2 separate regions of the Zea mays genome follow, and region 2 is linked to region 1. A link is a contact called in public Hi-C data. All regions are on one chromosome and are shown on one strand. The core of a region is the stretch at or near the end of the contact, and the rest is flanking DNA. Distances in the headings are between cores, read along the strand shown. Region 1 holds the start of LOC103640076. Region 2 has its middle 92 kb from the start of LOC103640076.

Region 1 (6,525 bases), core at 1,229-3,728:
CTGGAACCAGAAAGAAAAATGCAACAAAAAAAAAACAAAAGCAATGAAATTAGCATCTCGTCGTCTTCATTCTGAACGCGATGGCAGAATGGTAAAGTGTGGTTTTCCCTCGCACCGTCATCCAAATGGCAATCTTGGATGGGATGTACTGCTGTGGCAAGTTTAGGGTGAACTGTGACATAGTGGACTCGCCGAACATCAGGAACCCTGAGACCGCAACTCCGGCGTACACAAGCGTTACCACCGTGAAGCTGAAAACGGTGCAGGATGGCATTTTGTGTTAACAAGAAGGCGGCCCATGTTAACAAGAAGCAACAAAGTTAAGAGCACCGCTTACCAGAACATGAGCACGAATGGAAACTGCGAGCGCTCCTTCATGGACGAGTAGATGTTTGGGAACACCGAGTGTCCTGAGTAGCAGTACCCATACAGGCCGAGTGCCACTGGAAGGTGGGTCACGTTCACTACAGCACCGGAAAAGCGAAACCCAATTCCTTCTCCGATGCCAACCCAGCATAGGCAGACGATGACCGTGATCGTCGCGATCACGCCTCCAGCTGAGTACATACAGAGACGGTCAGGAGTCAGGAACAATCCTTCTTTCGCTCAAAGATTACTTTTGTTGATCATAAACTGACTGAACTATCAGTGATACGAGTCAATTCTAACTACATTCCTATGATCAGTACAGAGGGAGTAAGAAGCAATTCCACATTTTTTTACATACCAGAAAGATATGAGAGGAGACTGAGGTTCCTGAGCCAGACTGATGGGAGGATTGCCAAGGCCATTGTGGTTGCAAAGAGATTGTGCGCGTTCAGGTCGATGCCAGTGAAAGCTAAATGCGCTGAGGGAAACACTGACGACAAGCTGTCTCCTAGCAGCGTAATGTACTCCACGCAGCTTGCCTGCAAAAAAAATATATACATAAAAATCACTTGTGTTCGACAACCAAGGCCATTCACAATAAGTTTTAGAGTTCAGAGAGCACACTTACATAAAGCTCCATGTACAGGACAACCTGAAAAAAAGAGATGCGATCAGTGAGGTAAACAACAGGTGAGCTGACTTTCGAAGAGAAATCTGTGTTTTTCAAGGTATACACACCGATACAAAGATCCGACCAAAGATTCCGAAAGCGACTTGTCCAATGTCTGGGTATGTCTCAATGTTGGGCGAACTGTCTATGCACCTCTTGAGAAGCAAGCCCGTGTAGCACGAGCTGCCACCCAGCAAGGGGAGCAGCAGGAGGCTTAGCCATCCCCCTTCCTTGATTCCATAAGCCGTGGTGAGAATTCCAACGCCGCACAGCACATTGAACCCTAGAAATTCGACCAGCATTGATGATTGATTCCATAAGCTGATTACTCTAACACCTGAGAATTCAAGATCCAACTGGTCACGCACCATTGATGATTGATTGGTTCCTGCTGCACTTGCTAGCAGGCGGAGGAAGCTCGATATAATCGGATTTCAGGCATTGCCTGGAGGGTCTCTCGGGCAGCTCCGCCTCGTGCGCAGCCGGCCACCGCGGCGCCTGGGCGAGGCTGTCCGTGGACTGCTTCACGGGCCGCGGCTGCGGGTGCAACGACGACTGCGACAGCTGCGGGAGCGAGGGCGGCAGCAGCGGCCTGGTGAGCGGCAGCCCCGAGCCCTCGCCTTTCCTCAGGAAGAAGGAGCTCCCGGCCTTGAGGAAGGAGCTGCCGAATCTGGTCAGGCTCGGGCTCGCTGCCATGATCGAGTTCATCGTCGGCGACGGCACCGCGCTCAGCATGTCGATCGACTGCCTGCATGCGAAACGAGAACGCCGCCGAGGAAACGGCGTCAGCTCCGAATCGTGGAAGAGATGTGGACGGCGAGGCGGCTGGTTGACGAACCTGTAACTCTGCGGCCACGCGCCATTCTGGCCGTCCTCGGGCGTGTCCTCACGCTCGCCGCCGTCGCGACGCCGGACATGGCCGGCGCGTGTCTCGGCGTCGCTCCGGTCGGAGAATGATCCATCGTCGGAGGAGGTCGGCGGGGATCCGCCGTCCCGGTCGACGCCGAGATCGTCCTCATCGCCGATGAATAGGAGCGAGCGGTCGCCGTGGCCCACCTCCTCGTCGCGGTCCATGTCGGGCTCGGCCGTCCAGAGTGCTGAGTGCACGCGCATGCAACACGGCAATGCAGGTGAGGATCAACGAAACCCAAATCTATATTAACATCAATCCCTGACGCAATGCAACGATCTCAAGGAAAGAAAGCATCACGATCTGTACTACGTACCCAACACAAACGCTTCCCCGATCTCCACTCTTCCAGCCACACGAGCAAGGCTAGAGAAAATATGGGGCCGGGGCCGACGAACACGGAGGGAAGGGGGAGAGATAGGCGGCCGGTTTCTGAGGAGCCGGTCCCGGACTCGTGGCCGCGCCGCCTCTCTCGCAACCATGAACCGGGTGACGTACGAGACGGCTGACGCTGGGCCTTTTTGTTATTGCCACTGAATGGTGGGCCGTTGGCCCATGCCCTTCCCCCCGTGTCCGTGTGTTGTGATATCGGAAGCTGTGCATGACGTCGCGTCAGGTTGGTATGTTGAGCTGGAAAACAGTACGTACGTGACAGCTTGTTTCGAGTTTAAATTTACGCGACCGAATATTCCCTCCAATCACAAATATGTGCCGCATTCACTTTAACGCAATTTTCTAAATACACTTTCAAATGTATGAGATTTTATAAGTATTTTTTAATACAAATATATATATATATAGTTTAAATGTTTTAAATTAAATAATTTATAAGTGATTTTAGAAGACAAACCTAGTACTCCCTCCGTCCCACGGTACTATTAGTTTTAGCCTTGTTTTTTATATATATTTAAATATATGATGATAAATCTAGACACATATATAAAACACATACATCAAATATTCACTACCGAACTCGCCTTTTTTGTCGAGTGTCTCAGACACTCGGCAAAGACCATTATACACTCGGCAAAGCCACACTCGGCAAATATTTTATCGGTAAATGATTTTTTTTTCGAGTACTTTTTTCGGGCGAGTGTCAAAAAACACTCGGTAAATTAAGAATCACAAAAAACCCAAAAAAACAGCAAAACATTTTTCAAAATTAGGGAGACAGCTTCCCCCCCAACCACCGCCATTGCTCTACACATCGGTCCTATCATTTTCACCATTTTTAATCAAATTTACGTGTTTTGTGAATATGAGATTCGAACTTCGAACTCACAACCTCACGTGTGCGCATAACCTGCTCTACCACTACGCTATTACATCATCAATTGTGCTTATATTACGTTTTCATTTCAAATTTACGTATTTTGTGAATGTGAGATTCGAACTCACAACCTCACACGTGCGCATAACTTCCTCTACCACTACACTACTACATCAATTGTGCTTATATTACGTTTTCATTCCTCATATATTATAACAAATCGAGAGTAATTTGATTATTTGAGGCACTAAATGAATTCAATTGAAAATGTTGTCAACTATAGAGTTGCATAACTTTTCAAGATACACAACTTCTATTTTGATATTTTCTACATCAGAAGCTGTTTACAAAATTTGAATTTCAAATTTGAACACTTCACACGAATTTTTCTATGATGAGATGATTTCAAATCAAAAAATCGCCAGTTACAAAGTTTCATTACATTTCAAGACCAACAAATTTTATTTTGGTGGTTTTTCCATCCGAGGTAGTTTGAAAAAAAATCAAAATTTAAATATAGGTTTGTATGACAAGATGATTTCAAATCAAAACATTGTCAACTACAAAGTTTCATAATTCTTCAATACATACAAGTTTCATGTTGATAGTTTTTTCTTTCGAGATCGTTTTCAAAATTGAAATTTTAATTTTTTTTAATTCAAACGTAGTTTTCGCTGACAAGATGACTTTCAATAAAAAATTTACCAACTACAAAATTCTATAACTTCTCAAGATCTACAAAGTTTATTTTATTTGTTTAGCCATTTATTCATCCCACATGATGGTTCTAATAATATGCACAAATCTTATACATCTCTCTTGTAGTTTCATGAACTACGAGAGAGATATAAGTTTTATGAACAAATTTACTTTTATTTTGTCATATAAAGAAATGTTCAAAATATAAATTGTATATCATGATGAGTTATACAAATTTGTAGTTGAAATTTTTTTCATCTGAATTAATTTACTGTATTAAAATGTGATTTTTAAATTGTCTTTGCCTAGTGTTGAAAAAAAGCACTCGACAAAAAGCTTCTTTGCCGAGTGCCCGAAAAAACACTCAATAAAACATTTGACATTCGGTAAAGAGCCAAATTCCAGTAGTGATTGTGTGAATCTATTAATTACTCAAGATAAATTTTAATTTGGAATAGAGGGAGTAGAAAATCTAGCTAGAGGCGGTTGTATATTTGTGGAGTCATTAAAAACAACAACCATGTTGTAAATCTAGAAGGTCTCCTGAGAAGATCCTTAGACCCGTCTCCAAAAATTAAGTGTGTTTTAAGAGGAGGAGCTTTTAAAATACACGTCTAAAAATGGCCTGAAAATGTAATGATTAGGGGTTAGTTTGGAAACCTATTTTTCAATAGAAATTAGTTCATTTTTTCGGAAAAATAGAAATTCCTTAAAAAATAGAGTTTTCAAATTAGCCCTTATGTACAGTGTTTCAAGAGATTTGTACATGAGTAAGATATGTACTTACAATTGATAATCAATTACTTATATAACTACACTTAGGCCCTGATTGTTTCGGATTATAATCTCTCCAAATTATATAATCCAACGCAAATAATCCAGCAGATAAACAAACACCTAGATTATAGGTTTAGATTATATAATCTAAAGCCCAGATTATGCTAATCTCATAATCTCCTAAAGAGTAGTTTAATTGAGATTATTTTTGGTAAAAGACCTACTACCTATGGTTATGTAAATAGAAATTACAATATATGTCATTCTTCTTTACTCACCTCAAATAAACAAACAAGGATAATGTTATCTTTGTGAATAATCTACATTTGTATAATCTAGACTACTAAACAACTACATGTAGATTGTAAATTATCTAGATTATAATCTGGATTATATAATTTAGATTATAATTCAGATTATATAATCTATAAGCTGAAACAAACATGCCTTTAAGAATAAAGAACCAAAATTTCTGCAGTTTTTCGTCTAGCCCATTCTAGTCTAGCTTAAAGAAAGGACGAACTTGAGTGAGCGAGGTATCGAGGGATGATCCACACGAACCATGGTCCATGGGACGTGTTATAGGTCCACAGAATGGTTGTTGATAAGTTGAGGTGAACGGTGATAAGCCGAGGAAAAATGTCACAACCTAAATTGAAAAAAGTTTATTATTTTCAGAAGAAAAAAACTATAACCCCATTATGTTTGTCAAAACTAAACTCTTGCAATAAAGACTCTTGCAAACTCAATTTCCCTTCTAGTTTAGAGAGGATTTTGAGGGAAAATGAACTAATTTCTTCCAACGCGTCTAGTGGTAACAATTCATAAACTTTTACTTCCAAATTTCTTAGGTGATATGATAAATGTGCGTAGCAAGTTTCCAACACAGCAAGTTCCCAACACAGACTCAGGCTCGGACTCTTTGATTGAGCACAAGAACACACCCAACAACAACAACCTCACTCAATTATTTCCCATAAACCAGCGTATGAACAATTTCAAGCATTTTTTTCACGACAACTTGGATAAACAATTGAAAATACATCATAATCTATGAGAATTAAAATATGTAATTGTCGGGGACCATAATTAGGGGTACTCCCAAGACTCATAATCTTAGCTGGTAACCCCCATCAGCACAAAGCTGCAAAGGCCTGATGGGCGCGATTCAGGTCAAGGCTCCGTCCGCTCAAGGGACACCATCTCGCATCGCCCGAGCCCAGCCTCGGGCAAAGGCAGCCGACCCAGGAGGATTCACGTCTCGCCCGAGGGTCCCCTCAAGCAACGGACGCACCTTCGGCTCACCCGAGGCTCAGTCTTCGCGGAGAAGCAACCTTGGCCAGATCGTCACGCCAACCGACCGTATCGCAGGAGCATTTAATGCAACGATCGCCTGACACCTTATCCTGACGCGCGCTCTTCAGTCGACAGAGCCGAAGTGACCGCAGTCACTTCGCCGCTCCACTGACCGACCTGACGGGAAAACAGCGCCGCCTGCGCCGCTCCGACTGCTGTGCCACTCGACAGAGTGAGGCTGACAGCAGCTAAGTCCAGCCCCGGGCGCCATAGGAAGCCCCAGGTAGGGGCCTGCTGCGTGTTGACGAGCAGCTTCCCGTCAAGCTCCAGATGGGTAGTCTCCAGCAACCTCTCCAACCCAGGATGATGCTTCGTTTCGGGAGTCTTGAGTTCATGTCCCTCGACGACAGCTACGACATGGTACTCATTCCTCCGCCGCGCGACAACGACAATGGCGGTCGTCAGCCCGCCCGTCGGCGGCGGAATCGACGACGTCTTCCCCACGTAATGGAAGAACAACATCCGGGTCTGTCC
Region 2 (6,525 bases), core at 1,939-4,438, 92 kb after region 1:
GGATAGCTCCATACCTTGGATACGTGACAATAAAGATAACCATTTAGCCAAGCTGGCTCCAAATAGATGTCTTCGCTAGGAAAAGGTAGGAGGGAATATACTCATTGCTTCTGCTATAGTTATGGATTTATGTCTCACAATGTTATATAGGCTTGGATATTGGTCTCTTAAAGAGGACCCATCGAGCCATGTATCCTCCTAGAACCTTACCTGTGATCCATCTTTTAGGAGAAAGCATCCATAGCAAAAAAGGCTGGCTTTACTTTCAGTAAGCCCGACCAGAAGTGGGAAACCCCAAGTTTCCACTCAACCTGAGACAAAGGTTTTGAGCCTACATATTTATTGCGGAGAAGTTGTTGCCACATTCCATCAGAGGTGAGTAGTTTGTATATCCATTTACTAAGGAGGTTAGTATTTGTGGCAGAACCTCCCAAGCTATTGGGCCCACATGCACCTGCCCTTGTCTCAAAGACCTCAGGCGGCTATGCATGTGCACCAGATAACTTAACATGATCTGTCCGAGTGCCCCATGGACCTCGGATAAACCACTTACAACCAGAACCGCGGGATTAAGTAAACACAAATCACACACCAACATTTTGCAGCGGAAATCTTATTACCAAATTTTACAAGTTACATCAAGTTTACATCGTACATGATCGGAGTGATTACAAAAGTGATTCAAAGAAATAACTTTGAACTGTTATAGGTTATTTATAGTTTTGAAATATATGCTAGCTCAAGTGACCATCCTCAATAAGAAGTATAGAAGGTCGTGACCACCGGCGCTTAACACCAATCACAATCAAGTGACTCGTAACCTGCAGCAACAATGGGTAAAACCCTAAGTACGCAAGTACTCAGCAAGACTTACCTGACTAAAGAAAAGACTCTCAAGGATATGCTAGTTAAATAGGAATCAAGGAAAAGGCTTTAGCAAGAATCTACTTAGATACTTTTGCAGAAATAGCTTACTAAAGTGAGTCCTTACTTTCAACATTTTAATGCTAGATTAAGTATTAATAGACCTTGTTTGCATCTAGTCTAATTCCATCATCACATTAATCAATCCAACATGATTTTTGCTCATTAAGATTCCATCCATGACTTAGATTGCAAGGCAGTGACCAAGTCTTTATGTCCGAGAAGTAACGGCGATCCGAATCGATTAATACCCAGCTGGGGATCTCCAATCACACGACATATGTAGCACTTAACCCTTGCATATGTCAACTCGCCAACGAGGTTCTTAAGACTAGATCAGGTTCACGCCAACCGAGAGCACAGATACACCACCGTCCAGCCTCTTGCCATGGAGGGTACGCGCTACTCTCGCCATCTCTCCACTCCCATTGTGTGTTGTCTTATTCTGGTATTAGTCTGCCCGAGGCAAAGCTTACCCATGATGAGGCATGTGACCAGTTAAAGGGTCCTCGATCAGCAAGCCTACATTCAGTATAATCCTTAATCAAACTGGATAGAACATCACCTGTTCCTAGCCCAAGTCCCAATTTAAGTACTTCCATCCTTAGGATTGTTTGTGTTCCTTAGGATGAAAAGAGCATTATAGAGAACTTTGTAGTAAGATCCCACCACGCTCGCAATGGAAAAATATTCTTGCAGGTAGAAGCCATCTTTCCTCAGGATAACCCCTAAGCTAGGCCTTAATGCAAAAGACAACCTCTATCCACAAGATCTAAGCAGAGATAAGCATTTTTGTAATTCATATTTTGATACTTCATCAGAAGTATCTATAAAGGTATGGATATCAAGGTAGACAATGCAAAGGGTTTCCAAGCAACTCCTATAAACCTAATGCACATTTCGCTAGACTTAAAGTGTGTAAAAATTATTTAAAACACAAGGAGTTGCATGCACCGGGTCTTGCCTGGAAGAACACTAGGTTAGTGTTTGTTAGACGATGTCCACTTGGCGATCAGCTTTTATTCTGATACTTGTTTCGTCTGTCCATCTTCAGTTTGCGAATAAGCCCACGCTTAACAACATATTGGGGTCGACTTGGCTCATGTTCTCGACATCACAAGAGTAATTAACGTACCTGAATGGAATGCATTATGCACATGAATGCATATAGACAGGAATATCATAAACCTAAATAGTGCTACGCAATACCGAATTAAATACCTAGCGGCGAGGCGTTGTACAATTTTATACGGAAACACCAGTTACCGACGTACGACTAAGCGCAATAGTCACGCTTCTCTAAATTAAACGAACCTAACGCAAACATCACGAACAACAAATCATACACATTAAACATAATTAGCCTAAACATAATTTATCAGTTAATTAATTAAATTCTAAACTTAGTGGTCTAAGGAATTTAAATCTAGAACAAGAATAAAAGCACATCACTTTTTAGACCATGCGACTGGATTAAATTACATACCACTCTAAGCTATCATATATAACCTACCATTAATTTTATCAAACAATTAGAATTTGTCATAAGTAATACTAATAATATTATTGTTTAGACATTTTAAAATACTAAATTTAAACTTCATTCACTAATTTACTGTACGTCACATAATGAACATCTCAAACCTACCCAACGCGACTACTTCGAAATCGTGAAAATAATCACATCGCATTCATCGAACTAATTCAATAATTAAGCTAAAGGAAATATGGATCGGCTTACCCACGATTAAATTTGACGCGCTATCCGCGAACACGGCAAGGATTCTGGTTTAGCTCTTGCGTCGAGTACTTGGTGAACGTCACGCTGCTAACTCCGTCTTCACCCGATTATTGGGATTTCTTGATGATGCACGGAACGACGACGAGATCGAGTTTGGAGCGAGCTGGCGAGGACACGAATCCACTGAGGGCTCTGGCAACGACGAAGTCACGAGCAAGGGAGGACGTGTTCAACAGCTCGATGGCAAACGCGAGCATGCAGCGTGGCACGCAGCAGCGACGATAGTCGAATCGGCAAAAGAGCGTTAGCGAACTCGACGAACACGACCACGGTCGTGTGCTGACGTGGATAGGACAACAGCGGCTGGCGAGCCCAACAAAGGAGCCTGCGCAACGACAACCAAACAGTGAAGCTCGCGCGCGCTGGGAGGAATACGAACAGGGGCGGAAGGCCCAGTATGACTCAATATTGCCTAGGCAATACCTTGTGCCGGCCCACTAAAAGATTAGATTAGGGTTTTCCGTGTCCCGCACACATCCGTTGCCCGCTGAGCCGCACCCGCACGGCCGCAGGCGCGTCCACACCCGCACGGCCGTTGGCCGCCGACCGCTCGGCAGACGCAGACGGCCTGCTCAGCTGCTCGCCTGCTCCTCATCTCCGACGGCGTTCTGCTCGGCTTAGTCGGCTGCTCGGCAGACGGCAGTCCCGCTCGGCCGCTCCTGCGTTTCGCTGCTCGCCCAGGCGCCCGGCCAGCCAGCGTGCTCGGCTGCTGTCTGCCTCTGCCTGCTTGTCCAGTTGTCCGCCTGTCCGATGTCCAGCCCGGCGGCCGGCTGCAGGCTGTGGCTATTTGTCCCGGGCCGCTTCCTGCTTGCTTTAGTAATTAGTTCGTTACTTCATTAGTTGCTTGAGTACATACTGCTTGAGTTTGAGTGCTTGTCTGCTTGTCCCATCCGATAGCCTAAAAGGTAGCGCATGAGTATTTATTTGATTATACGCGTGAGTATTTGATTATGTGTGTCTATTCTATTAGATTTTTCAATGTGCAGATTTTCCAATTTCTAAATAACAGTCTTGGATATAAAAAAAATAAGGCAAAGAATATGGCCCAAAAAAGTATCTCTCTATATTATGTGAACATTCTATGTTAGCTGTTGTAATGTCTTCTAATTATCTAATACATGTTATATGCTTCGTAAAATGACAGATTTAAAAAGCTATTTCAGTCAAGCTTCTAGTGGAAGTAGACTAAGCACTCGCGCTAGTGGAAGTAGACTAAGCACTCGCGCTAGTGGAGTTTGTAATGGACCCGGAATATAAGTTGGAGTTTAAGAGAATAATAGTGAAGATGTCAATGGTGAAAATGTTAATGATCAAGTAGAAGGTATAAATCAGTTCAACCCGGATCACATTATTTTTGATCCGAGACTTCCTATTCCAATCGATTCTTTTACTCCTAATTTTAGAGATGATGTTAGAAGGGCTTATTTTGTAGCTACAAATTGTTTTAAACAGTGTTATAAATTTTTAGTTTTCATTGTTAGTAATACCTAAATTTTCTGGCGTCCTCCGCCACTGAATACGAACAATGACGGCTATGTAAGGAGCGTCGAGTTGGGGAGGGCAGGATTCGACGACTCGACAGTGCCCGTGGCCGAGCACACAAGGCGACCAGCGCACGCGGCGAGGAGATCACCGGTGAAGGGACTTGGCCGGCAAATCACGCGCATCAGCGGAGGAGCCGAGCAACAGCGACCCACCACCATAGTAGGGAAAGGGGACGCACAGACCGAACGATACGAGAAAGAGATGAAGCAGTAGACCACGGCGAGCTGGAGATTCGACACGATGGAGCTCGGCCAACAGACAGCTTGCGTGCAGGGACTAGCTTGGCTGCGCGCGGCATGGGCAAGCAGGGAGATCCGGGCGAGCAAGGAGCAGCGGCTGGACGCCATGAGAGGACCTGCACGCAGGGATGAAACTCCACGGCGACCATGGCTGCAGGAAGCGGTGACGGAGTGGAGCAGGAAACTTGGCGCGGCTTAGGGATGGCGACCGAGTAGAGGAGAGACCAACGCAGGGAAGAAATCCGAGCAGAGAGCTTCGCGCTTGGGGCAGATGAATGAGCGGCTGCCTTCGGACGCGAGGAGGGAGAAGAATGAGCAGAGGCCAAGGACGCGAGTCCGAGCAGAGGCCAAGGACGCGAGGAGGGAGATGAATGAGCGGCTGCCTTCGGACATGGGGCGAGCAGGGCGCGGCAGAAAGCTCCAAACCGGCGCGGCCATGGCAGAGCTGGGCGCTAGAGAGAGAACGGCGGCGCTGGAGCTCGGTGGAGCAGAGGGCGAGCAGGGACGGCGCGCTAGGGAAGAAGACGCGTTGGGGAACAGGGAGCAGAAGGAGCTACGCACCATGGGCTAGCAGGAGCTGGGCGCGGCGGGATTTTTTTTTGCTCTGGTGCCGAGCGTGCGGCCTGAAGAGAAGGCCAAGGCCCAAGGGCCCCTGCGCGATGGAACAAAAAAAATCTTCGTGCTGCAAAAAAAATCTGCGCGACAGGGATAAGGAAAATGCAAAGCGGTGGAGTAAAAAAAAACAGAGAGAGAGTCACGGGATAGAGATGGAGTGATATTTTCCTTTTTTTATTTCTTTTCTCTTTTATAACACAAGTGATACAAATATCCCCAATTTTGAGATCAGGGTTAAAAGAGACATAAACAAGTTGGATCAGGACGGTATTAGATATAAAATTCGGATAGAATTTAGCAGATACTCTGGAATTCAGAGGGATTTTTACCAGTTACTTATATCCAAAGATTTGGATCCGGGCGAGAAACGACAGACCAAAATAAACTGGTTTCGGCATCGATATTTGCTCTGCGATTAGACTGAAATTAGCCGGAACCATATCTGCGAATGTATACGCGATTTCGTCGCCAAAACAGCGTGCTGAAGGATAAATTGGATCGTAACCTCGCGCACGATTTCTCTCGGACAATGCGCGATTCCGATTATTTTGCCCCGAACATTTTAGTCGTCGAGTTCAAATTAATTTGCCCAGAATAAAAATCGCAAGAGCAGGTTGAGCTTCCGAATTCGTATTCGCGCGAGCGATGAATTTTAAACGGACACAAGACTCAACATATCGCGAAATAAATGTGCGATATCGATGCGGCATCGAGAGTGCGATCCGTTCCGGAAGCGACGACACGCATCGCACATGTGGGCGAGAAGCTGTGCACATTGTTCGTTTCGGATAGCACGGGGCTCCAAATTTTACATAAAATCAGAAGTCTTCTGATTTTTGTATTCACTTACGCGTGTGATCCAAACAGTTCAAAATTCGCCAGCGACGAGGATTCGATAATCCAAAAGCTTCATGAACCCTCTTTAGTTGTTTAGATTATCAAATGAAAACGACACCAAACTCGATAGATTTTAATTAGGCACATGACTCACAAATTTTTGGAACAATTACGTTCCAAATTTCGCGAAGACTTAGGAAGAGTCAAAATAGACAAAAACAGATGCGATATTAAAATTGCGATAGGCGAAGATGATTAAAATTTAGCATCTGTTTTATCCACAGATATTACGTGATTAAATCCATACTCGTTGTCGAGCAGAATATAAACACCTGGGGTGTTACAACCCTCCCCCTTAAAAGAATCTCGTCCCGAGATTCAGAGCGAAAGACTTTTAAGATTAGAGAAACATGTAACCCATGTCCATATCAGTGATAATCATAAGACAATTCCAAACAAAGATGAGTGTCTCGGAAGGTTGTTTCTCTAGTGGACATAACACATATCGCCTTAGGCTAATTTAGAGATGTCCACCAATAGAGATGATGTCTGCCAGGGGAACAC

Evidence for each region. Hi-C and Micro-C count contacts between places; a contact is called where the count stands out from the background.
Region 2: a contact with region 1 is called in a Hi-C map of ear, with 4 times the contacts expected there. The contact joins the enhancer-like site here to the promoter of LOC103640076 in region 1. A contact is called at or near these places in 4 of 25 Hi-C or Micro-C datasets (ear, endosperm, leaf and 1 more).

Annotation. Positions count from the first base shown.
Region 1 is chr1:159,870,135-159,876,659 of Zm-B73-REFERENCE-NAM-5.0, forward strand. LOC103640076 reads right to left here and starts at 2,479. Exons shown (of 12, transcript XM_008662727.3): 1 at 2,266-2,479; 2 at 1,878-2,136; 3 at 1,408-1,787; 4 at 1,108-1,322; 5 at 998-1,021; 6 at 728-908; 7 at 338-557; 8 at 116-251. The coding sequence starts at 2,431.
Region 2 is chr1:159,961,098-159,967,622 of Zm-B73-REFERENCE-NAM-5.0, forward strand. No RefSeq gene overlaps it. Among protein-coding and RNA genes, the nearest start is that of LOC103640076, 92 kb to the left of the region's middle. Within about 2 kb of position 3,189, at least 9 of the 20 cell types and tissues checked have an H3K27ac peak or open chromatin away from gene starts, as enhancers often do. A contact at or near this core is called in ear, where this site is marked.